3 separate regions of the Mus musculus genome follow, and all the other regions are linked to region 3. The links are chromatin contacts, called in public promoter capture Hi-C maps. All regions are on one chromosome and are shown on one strand. The core of a region is the stretch at or near the end of the contact, and the rest is flanking DNA. Distances in the headings are between cores, read along the strand shown.

Region 1 (3,381 bases), core at 416-2,915, 1.1 Mb before region 3:
AAAGAAAGAATTCTATCCAAGTTCAGCTTGGTGAACCATTGAGTTTATTGAGGCCACTTATAGGTACACGGGTGACTCAAAGGCAGTTACATCACCAGGAAGTCCCTTGGGCAGTTTATAGGCAACTATACAAATTAAAAATCTCACCTGGAGCGTGGGTGATTCACAAAGAACCTGCACTCCTGATGAGTTCCATGGGCAGCTTCAGTAATGGAAGAGTCCTTCTGGTCAATTTGCTCTTGGATATACACCTTCCTCCAATGAGTCTCCTGTGGCTGATTCAAGACAGCAATGGTCATGTCCACCTTAGAAGAAACAACTACACAATAGCCTAGAAGATCTAATTTGGTTTAAATCTAAAAGCTAGAAGAGAGTTTCCTAACAGTCTTGAGAGTTTGGGGGGTAAAGGGGCTCAAAGAGGGGTTAAAGAAGTGTAAACAGGATTTCTTTAGGTAGGCTACGAATAATTTTTACCTCATAACCTTTGGCATAATTGCTCAGGAAGTAAAGATAGCTGAAAGGCTTGGCAGGGTGTAGAGATAGAGGGAAGTTCAGGGTAGGCCGAAGGAATAAAGAAAACATTTGCTGAATGAACGAAACAATGGTGAGGAAAAATCAAGTCACTGGGGTGACACTACCTCCATCTATAGGATTTGTTAGAAAACAGTATTTAGTTGTGGCAAATTGTATTTTCACAATATGTCAAGTATGAATAAAAGCATTTCCCAACAACTTCCTTTTGTAAAGTAACTTTGAATCACGGTCCTAGAAGTCTAAAGTTTACAAAAGGTGGGTCATGGCTCAGAATAGTCTGAGGTCGCGCGAAAATGAGACAGAGACTCACTATGTAGTTCAGGAAGGTATTGAACACCTGATCCTCCTCTCCTGGTCTCCAGTACTGGGATTACCAGCGTGCCACCCGGAGCCTGACTTAGTAAGGTCTTACTTTAGCTTTTTGTTTGTTTGTTTTGTTTTGTTTTTTTGTTTTTCGAGACAGGGTTTCTCTGTGTATCCCTGGCTGTCCAGGAACTCACTTTGTAGACCAGGCTGGCCTCGAACTCAGAAATCCTCCTGCCTCTGCCTCCCAAGTGCTGGGATTAAAGGCGTGCGCCACCACGACCGGCGTTACTTTAGCTTTTAGTAAGCCTTGGTCAGATCAGAGATTAGGGGTGATGGTGATGATAATGAAGTCACGATGGTCTGTCCTTGTGAAGTCAAAGTCGAAGCGTTCGCGTCATCATGTTAATTCTTTCATACCACCACCTGTAGTCCTGGCCAGCGAGGAACACCAGAGCCCAGCACGCGGGCCGGGTGGGGGCTCCCGGCGGGAACCGGGTGGCCAAAGCCCGGCCCTGGTCCCCGGGTTAGGCGCCGGGCAGGGTCTTCCGAGAGCCCTCCTCATTTTTTTCCCTTTGCAAGGCCTAATGGGAGTTGTAGTTCAGCGGTAGGAAGACCCACTCGGCCCAGTCCTGTCCTCCGTTTCCTCTACGCCCCGGATGAGGGCGAACACCCGGGTCAGAGGGGCCGGGCCCAAGAAAACGCCGAACTACAATTCCCGATGGACCCGACATTCCAGTACGCAGTCACAGGTACCCGCGGCACGATCCCCGCTCCGGCGCACGCGCACCGAACGGTGGCGGGACTCGGCCGCGTGCGCTTTCCCGCCCTCGTCACGCCCTGCGCCATCGGCAGGGCTGTCTCCTGAGCTGTAGGCTTTCTCCGCGCGCCCCTCCTTCTCGGTTTCTCCCCAAGTCCAGGCTCCGCCTGTTTCCCTCCTCCAGGGCAGCCTCAACCCGCTCCTGTCTTCTCTGCCTCTGCTACTTCTGCTGAAGGAGGAGGCTCCATGTTGTCCCCTCAGCGAACTGCAGCGGTGGCATCGAGAGGAGCAGGTGAGGCGTCCAATTTTCCCGGGACCCGGTCCGTGGTTACCCACGCTGCCTCCCAGTGCTTCGGCTCCGAGGTGACAAGCCGTCCCTGCCGCCGCCTTTTTTGGTGTGGCGACGGGAGGCCGCACCGCCGGGTGTCTCGGCTCGGAATTCAGGGCCGGGGCTCCTGGAGCGGGGAACGTTCCCAGTCTCCGCCGGGAGCCCGCGGCCTCCTGCGGCCTGGTGTTCTGGCCCGTCGAGCTCCGCCCTGTGCTGGGCAGGGCGTGCCGGGCGGTGGCGCGCTCCGGGTCGGGAAGCGAGGTTGGCGGTCCGTCTTAACGGGCCGGGATCGGCGGAAGGCTTTATTGTTGAGCCTTAAAGTGCTGGAATGCTGCGGTGCAGCCTTGGAGTTGAAAGGTTTTATTTTAAACGAAAAGACCTTGAGATACTGACAAGTATTAGTAAAGTTCGTTTTCCACCCGCGCTTATCTCCATGTTTGGTGATAAAAGAATTGGCCTAAATTTGGTTGTTTTGTTTTGCAAGTTTTTTGTTTTGTTTTTTTTTTTTTTAAAGTAAGTTTGGTTCCTTTGGCTTTGCCGGAGACATAAAATGAGGTGGTAAAAGTACTAAATGAAAACCAAATAGTCCCTCCGTAAATTCATGGATGCAGTTTCGCCTGTCATTTTACCTGGCACTGTGCTTGTTTAATGGGTATGGCCCTGAAATGATTGCAAGTTTCAGTTGCGAAATCTAAAGGAAAAAAAAAAGAAGAGTCAACAGTAGTGTTTGAAGAATTTTTTAGCAAACCCCAGTCTTCAAATTTGAGTACGAAGTGGAATGTTTTGCAAAAGGTGAAGAAAAAAAAAAAAAAAAAAAAAAAAACCCCTAGCAGTCTAAAACGTCATGGTTCTCAGTTTTGTTTTGGAGAAGTGGAGTTAAGTAAAACCTACGTTAAGGATTTGTACTCTATGTCAGTATTCAGCTTACATACAAACTGCAACATCAAATGAGGGCTGTTTTGCTTCCTACGAAAACCAGCTTGTATTCTAGAAATTCCTGTGCAGCTTTTACATGCGTGAGGGGATGTATGGGTGAAAAACATTTTCACCTAGTGAAGCATAAGGCCAATACCAACATTGTTTTATTTTCGGTAGTTTACTGTCTTTTGTAATAGTCATAACCATAAGAAAAACAGTTGAGGGGTGGTGGTGGCGCACGCCTTTAATCCCTGCTCTTGGGAGGCAGAGACAGGTGGATTTCTCAGTTCAAAGCCAGCCTGGTCTACAGAGCGAGTTCCAGGACAGCCAAGGCTACACAGAAAAACCTTGTCTGGGTTCGGGGGAACAAAATGAACCAAACTAAATAACAAAACAAGTCACCCCCTGAAAACAAACAAACCCACAAACAATAACAAAACAAAACAGAAGAGGGAGGTGTGGTTGTATGCCATAATAATTTTCTTAGTGTTTAGTAAGGAAGAACAGTTTGGTTTGTGCTGCTAGGGATTGAATGCAG
Region 2 (3,786 bases), core at 1,183-3,682, 1.7 Mb after region 3:
ATGAGCAGAAAACTTTGTACCTCAGGAAACAAGCTTTTGCAGTGAGTTCGTGGTCATGGCGGACACTCACAAGGATGCTAGAGATAAAGGCCCAAAATAGAGCAATTTACAGTTCCCCTCACCTTCCCCACCTGGAAAGAGTGTTCAGCCAGAAGTTGAAGCACATCTTGGGACTTCTCACCATATTTATCCAGCCTTGGGATACACCCTTAAGGATGCTCATTGACTCTTTCCCTCCTCCATGTGTCTAAAGGATTCATTGTCCCCTATCCCCCTGCCCTACAGCCCCAGCCTCCCCTACAGGACCACTTGGTAGGAACCCTGACCCAGTTCACTTTCTTTAGGCCATGGTCTCCAGAATGCTGACGTGACAGCTCCCCACTCCCATTCTCAGAACCAAGGGAAATTCTCAAGAGAAAATACACTTTCCAAGTCTCCCTCCCACACAGATACCCTAGATCTGTCAGCCACAGACACCTCCCAGACCTTCCCAGATAATGAGGTGTGTGTGCAGCCCAAGCAAAGAGCTTCCTCCTGTGTGGGCCACTCCAGCAGAACTCCACACTTGCCATGGCCAAGTCCAGAACTAGAACCGTCCTCGGGAGACCCGGGGCCTGGTTCCAGCTCAGTAGCTGACTCACAGTGTCAACAGATCCCACATCCCCCCACCAGGAGCATATATCCTCTGGGTTTCTAATTTCCCATGACAAACCCTCAACCTATGTCTCCCTTCCTCCCCAGTCACATTCCATGCCTCTATTCCCAACCACCTTGTGTCTCTTGCCCTGATGGAAATCCCTGACCTTCGTATAGCCTCTTGCTGCTTATAGAATTCTCCACGCACAGTCTCCTTCATTCTGGGACCACTGGGATCACTGTGTGAAGTGACTCTTAAAGGTAACAACACCAGCTCAAGGTCACACAGCCAAAGACTGGAATTCAAGTTATCTGGCTCTAAAGACAGTGGACAACATGTCAGCTTTAGGGAACTTAACTCAGTTCCCTCAAAGGAGGGAGGCTTCTCCAAGCACCCATGTTGGCAAAGAAACACCCTTCTCATGCAAAGCTCAGCTCTTTGCTTCTACTTCTGTGCCTTCCCCCCCAAGAAACCCATAACACCCTGAAGTCTTCAACGTCTCTAGGGGTCTGCCCACTGATGCTCTGTGAAGTGGGACATCATGTGGCAATGAGAGGAGGAAGGAGATGGGGGCTGGGAGGGGGGAGAGATAGAGGGAGGGAGGGAAGGAAAGAGATAGAGAGATGGGGGACCTTCTCCAAAGCTTCTCAGAAGACTAGTTAGGATATATGCAATCTCCAAACACTCCCAGTAGCCACAGAACCATCTTCCACGCAGCCCAAAAGATACAATTCCCAGAAACCCAGTAGCACCGCCATCAACCAAGTGAAAGGAAGGGCCCAGGGACGACGTAGCCTGGGCTACTTCTCTATACCCTTCTGAGTCTCCTATAATCAGAAACAAGGACCACCAGTGAGAACCACCTATTCCTCCCATCTTCCTCCAAATGGGGGAGGACTCATGAGCCAGGTAAAGGTTCATAACTGAGCAGAGCTCTACCTGGGACAGCAACCAAGAACCTCATGGTAGACACATGGTGTCTCTTATTCTCATCCATCATAAAAAACACCAACCTTCTTCCAGCCTTCTGCCCCAAGGCCAGCACACCAACAGGCATTAATGCTGAGCCCCATGACAGAGACGTCGCCCCTACTGATCTCCCTGTAAGGGTGGGTATTTACCCTCTTATTTACCAGGGTCTGAGGGCCACCTGTCTTCCCTCACAGTATTAGTCATTCCAGGGCACTGCGCTAAGCCAAGGCCATTTCTCACAGCAGGGCCGGAGCCACTAGTCATGCCCAGGACATTGATTCTTTAAGCCCCCAGGACCATCACTCCAAACCATGTCAAGCCCAAGGCCAGAACCATGCCAACCAACATCCAAGCAATGGCAGCACTTTCTCACACCCATGCCCACCGCACCATCACGGCCCAGCATCAGCTGGCCACCCACCAGCACCAGCTGCGTGCATCGCCCTCCTGTACAGAGGGTGCACCCTCCTCACACCTGGGCGGCCACCGCTACACCAAGGCGGGGGTGAGTCTTCTGACACCCTCGCCAGGAAAAATCACGCTGCCCGTGCTGTATCCACGTTGCCCACGCCCGTGCCATGCGTGTCACCATCCCCACGCCGGTGGCCCGGGGCTCCGCGGACCTCACACCTGCCACGAGCGCGCGTGGCAGCCGCACCTCCGCCCGCGGACCTGTCGGACCGGCCACCGCGCGCAGTGGACATTGCCCAGCCCGCCACGCCGCTCGCAGAGCTCCTGCGCCCGGGACTCGGCCCGGGCCCCCTTACCTCCGGCCCGCCGCAGGGCTCGGCCCGCCGCGGCCACTGCGACCGCCACCTCCATCCTGGGCTCCCCAAGGCCCCTATTCACTAACGTTGCTTCCGCAGGGCGCCGGCGCCGGCGCGAAGGCCGCCTCCGCCCCCCGGGGGACGCTGCGTCCTTTACGTAAACCCCACTCCGCCGCCAGCGGTGACCATGGCGACGGCCGTGGGGCGGCAGCGCCCCCTAGCGCCAGGGAGGGGAGAGGCGCGCAGGCCCGAGGTGGTGGAGCCCTGGATCCCCGCGCGTGGGGGCGGTGGGCGCGGGGCTGAGGCCTCCACGGGGGTTCCGTGGGCAGACGAAAGGGGTTGGACCGTGGGCACTGAACAGGGGCACGGTAGCTGCTTGGGTTCCCCTCCTTCAGGTCCCGCGTGACAGGGTTTAGCGTGGGAGATGAAAAATAGCAAGTAGGATCACCGGAGAACTGGTTTGTTTGGGGGAGGAAAGGAGAGAGATGGGTTCCACCTCCTTCAGGGGACCTAGCAGCGTCTTGAGGAGTTGGGACACATCTTTATCTATGTCCTCCTCTTCCCCCCTACTCTCACCCTCCTCAACACCCAGCATAGTGCCTGACAGCAAAAGGGGAGTTTGATCAATTTTGATTTTCTGATAAATGAAGAAAATCGCCCCTCCTGTTCTCCTTCACACACGCCCATCCATTCATGCGCAAGTCGCTCAACTCGCCTTCCTGAAAGCTGCTTTTTGGCAGGGACACAGCTATGCTGGTGTTCTGGGTTGAGTCTGGGGAGTGGGTGGGAGCAGGCTTGCCCTTAGAGATATCAGGTCACATGGGGGCTAAGCTAAGAGCTGCAGCTGCACAGGGGGTCATAGGTAAGATTGGATCTAGCGGTCATGATGATGCAATCAGTTAAGTCTCCAAAGTCGAGCAGAAAGATATGAGAGGTCGAAAGGAAAGTAACGCAGAAAGCAAGCGTGTGAAATGTTTCCTGGGCTCAGACGTCATTCTGAGAATGACGTCAGGATGATTGACTTGTTCTGTAGGCCTGGAGGACATAGGTGGACATCTGACTGAAAGTGAAACCCTGCATCCGGGACAGACTTCTCCTCGTTGCAGAGTTCAGCCCCTCGCCAGGCAATTCGGTAGCATCTACGGTTATTGCAAAGATAAGCTCTGGCTTAGGTAAAGAAAATGGATTTGGGGAACAAATATGAGCACTTCAAGAATTCCTGGAGAGGAGCTCCCGATGTCTCAGGAAGTTCAGAAATCTGGGGAGGCCTGGGTTCAGGGACGTTATCTCTAGATTGTCATGGTCCATTCAAACCACACAGTTGGAGATAATATCTCTTGCTTCAAAGTCCCAGACACCTGGAAGAAAGAATTATATTGGTCCTGTGAACCATGGTAGATCAACTGATGC
Region 3 (3,585 bases), core at 104-2,603:
GTTCACACCAGAAGCACAAGTGAATGCTGGTGATCCTAGCAACTGAGAGGAGTCTAAAGCTTGAGGACTGCTGTGAGGCTTAAAGGCCAGGCTGAACTATATAGCGAGATCCTGACTCAAACACTCAAAGAGGAGAGGAGAGGGAAGAAGCAGAAGAGAGGGAGGGGAGAGGAAGGGAGGAAGGAAGAGGCGGAGGAAGGGGAGAGGGAGAGTGTGTGTGTCTGTGTGTGTGTGTGTCTGTGTGTGTGTGTCTGTGTGTGTGTGTGTGTGTGTGTGTCTGTGTGTGTGTCTGTGTGTGTGTGTGTCTGTGTGTGTGTGTGTCTGTGTGTGTGTGTGTCTGTGTGTGTGTGTCTGTGTGTGTGTGTCTGTGTGTGTGTCTGTGTGTGTCTGTGTATGTGTGTTTAGATGCTTAAGGGCAGAAATGGACTTGAAGCCACACCCCTGACCTACTTCCTGCTGGGGACCCTAAGCTAGTTACTTAACTTCTCCGTTTCCTAACTGACAGTCCTATCAGTAGGGCCTGCCATAAGTGTGTCAACCAAGTTTCCAGCTGACTGGTAGACCCTGTCTTAGACATGTCTGTAGGAGAAAAGTAACCACAAACCACAAGACTCCCTGCCCAAGCTGGCTCTTGGGTGAAACTGAATGTACTTAATTCAGTTTGTGTTGGCTTGTTAGAATTTCTGTTTTATACAAGAAATGCACATTATTAGGTAATTAAACCGTACTCATAGAAATAAGCAAAGCCATTGGGACTGCAGAGAGAAGCCAAAGAGCAGCCGGTGGCATAAGTCCACAGGTAGATGGGAGATGGTCACTTGTGTTTGAGACTCAGACAGGGATGGCCCTGGTGTTTCCAGGAGCCCAAGGCACGGTACCTCTGAGACCATAAGGACCAGTGCTTGGGCCTTTCTGTCTGAGTGTGTTCTAACATTCTCCATGAATCTACTCAGGAGCCGGGTATGAAAGATGATCCATTGCAGGAATGCTGCCTCCCATGTGCAGGAGCACCTCTCTTGCTGGTTGTTCTCCACTCCAGGTCCTCTGAACATCAGCTCAGAGGCACTCTGGACACGCAGACCTGAGTCCTTTTCCAGATTCTCGCTTAGGAAACATGCCCTGAGCCACTAAGCCCTTTGTCCAGCAAGCAGCCTCTAGGCTCAGCCACACTCCACTCCCCAGCCCCCTCTCCACCCTATCAACAGCCTTGGCTGAGGCAGCCCTTTCAGGAGAGCTGGGCTTGGTGGGTGCACAGCATTCCCCCTGCCGGATGTTAATCTTCCAAAGAAAGTCAAACATTAGCCCAGGAAACAGCTTATGCCTTATATAAGGCACCCCAGGGGAGACACAAACAGCTTGTTAGAGCTGAGCTGTCCTACTACAGCAGCTGCTGGACCCTAGGACAGAGCACGGGCAACTGCTGCATCCAGCTCCAGCCCAACTGAATCCAGCTCCAACCACCAGGTGAGACGGGATTGAAGACCCCCAAGTCTAGCACCCAAGAACACCCCAAAGCCAGGCTTCCTCACTGTAACGCTGTAATTGGTCAAACCCCTAAAGCCTTCAGGGACCTACTTGGATTCTTCTGATACTCCAGCACAGGGGACTCACCCCAGGGAACAGCAAGGAGGCTTGGAGCTTGAGCAGATCCTTCTTAGCCCACATGAAGCAATCGGAAATGTGTATTATCCTCTCTCTCACCCTCACCCACACCCCGCCTGGGCAACCAACATCCAAATCTGGACCTTTGGTCCCTACTATGTGGCCCTGTGCCTACACATCTACGACCTATAAGCACAGGGCCACATGCCTGCATTCACATGACCTTCAAGAGTGCAGTTTAGATGTGCACATAGCACTGCATCCACACTGGTATCCCATATCCCTCTCTGCAACTGTGTACATCTTTATGCATCCACACACCAGAACCCCAAATCTTTACACATGTAACTAGGTACATCTTCATGCATGTGATTCTATGATGCTCCACAGGCCTACATACAATTCACACACACATACACACACCTCTTCTTGGCCTGATGCCTTGCCTACAGTTTTGGTTCATCTTGCCTGGTGCCATGACCTTCTCCGAGATTCTGGACCGTGTTGGAAGCATGGGCCCCTTCCAGTACCTGCATGTGACCTTGCTGGCCCTCCCAATCCTCGGAATAGCCAACCACAACTTGCTACAGATCTTCACAGCCACCACCCCTGACCACCACTGTCGCCCGCCCCCCAACGCCTCTCTAGAGCCCTGGGTACTCCCCTTGGGCCCAAACGGGAAGCCTGAGAAGTGTCTCCGCTTCGTGCATCTGCCAAACGCCAGTCTTCCCAATGACACCCAGGGGGCCACCGAGCCATGCTTGGATGGCTGGATCTACAACAGCACCAGAGACACCATTGTGACAGAGGTATGTCTGGCACCCTCTCTCCTTCCACCTCACCTTAGGTACTTCCATATACCGTGCAGCACTTGTGGATAGAAAAAACACAGGGGCCTAGATTTCCTGGGATTGAAAGAATGGGAACTGGGCAAAGAGGAAGGATCCCAGTGCTAATGCACAAGAACTGAGTGGTTTGATTCGTTCATGCCCAAGCATTCCTTCAACAATCTATAGCGTGGTATTGAGCTCCAGTGATGCTGAGCTGTACAGTCTCTCCTCCTAGTAGGGTGTTATACAGCCTTGTGGAATAACTTGTTACCTCATGCTGTGCAGTGACCTTGGGCTGCAATCTTCCACCCTTGGACTGGTTATAGGGACAAGAAAAGAGTAGCTTGAGATGAAATCACTTCAAAGAAGCATCCCTGGAGCTGAGATTAGAACAGCAGGCAAGGGGTTAACTAGACTAGAAGAGGAGCATTCCATCCTGTGCAAAGCTTTGCGGGGCTGGGGGAGGGGTGGTGCAGGGAGGCTGGGTAGCAGAGGGATTTCACATTGCAAAGGTTGGAAGGCTCCTGGGTGGATCCAGAGGGTGTCAGTCACTCACATAAGTGTCTGTATGACCTTACTCCCCAGTCACCCTATGGAGTGGCTGATTCTCCTACCTATCATTTCCAGGAACTAGAGTTAAATCAAATCCTTCAATGAACTGACAGGCCAGTCAGGAGACTGTGACAGGAGGAAGATGAGGAACCTGGAAGTGGTGTTTGCTGAATGTCAGCTGCCTGCCTGACAAGTGCTGAGTGCTCTGCAGGGCTCTCCGGTGTATGGATGTGTACGGCTGTCTTCTTGCTGTTGAGGGTTAGGTGCTCAGACCCCAGGAAGAGAGGTGACTGTTCAGTGCCACTCAGTTTCAGAGCTGGATTTTAAAGCAAAATGCCCCTTAGTACAAAGTTCAAGGGAAGCTTTAGCCAAAAGATTTCAGGAAGGCTTCATAAAGAGGTAACCTGTTATCCCCACAAGTGCAGGATCCAAACACTGCTTCACTACCAGTTGCCACCCGATGAGTCTCAGCTTCCTGAAATCCCAGGAGTTCAGTCCCTTTATCTCCATTTCACAGATGAGGAAATAAAGGCTAACCCTGACTTTTTTCTGTGGGCAGAGGTAGGATTTGAATCCAAGACCATCTACACTGTCTATATAA

Evidence for each region. Promoter capture Hi-C pulls out the DNA fragments that hold promoters and counts their contacts.
Region 1: a contact with region 3 is called in a promoter capture Hi-C map of hippocampal neurons, with 3 times the contacts expected there. A contact is called at or near these places in 2 of 39 promoter capture datasets (hippocampal neurons and pre-B cells) and 4 of 130 datasets of targeted methods (embryonic stem cells, extraembryonic endoderm stem cells, large pre-B cells and 1 more).
Region 2: a promoter capture Hi-C map of frontonasal cranial neural crest shows a contact between it and region 3. A contact is called at or near these places in 2 of 39 promoter capture datasets (frontonasal cranial neural crest and hippocampal neurons).

Annotation. Positions count from the first base shown.
Region 1 is chr19:7,492,773-7,496,153 of GRCm38.p6, forward strand. It overlaps Atl3 (atlastin GTPase 3), which reads left to right and starts at 1,666. Exons shown (of 13, transcript NM_146091.4): 1 at 1,666-1,889. The coding sequence starts at 1,844. It overlaps Gm52401 (a long non-coding RNA gene), which reads right to left and starts at 1,022. Exons shown (of 2, transcript XR_003952920.1): 1 at 845-1,022; 2 at 22-275.
Region 2 is chr19:10,302,445-10,306,230 of GRCm38.p6, forward strand. It overlaps Dagla (diacylglycerol lipase, alpha), which reads right to left and starts at 2,433. Exons shown (of 20, transcript NM_198114.2): 1 at 2,377-2,433.
Region 3 is chr19:8,591,829-8,595,413 of GRCm38.p6, forward strand. It overlaps Slc22a8 (solute carrier family 22 (organic anion transporter), member 8), which reads left to right and starts at 1,354. Exons shown (of 11, transcript NM_001164635.1): 1 at 1,354-1,464; 2 at 2,055-2,411. The coding sequence starts at 2,079.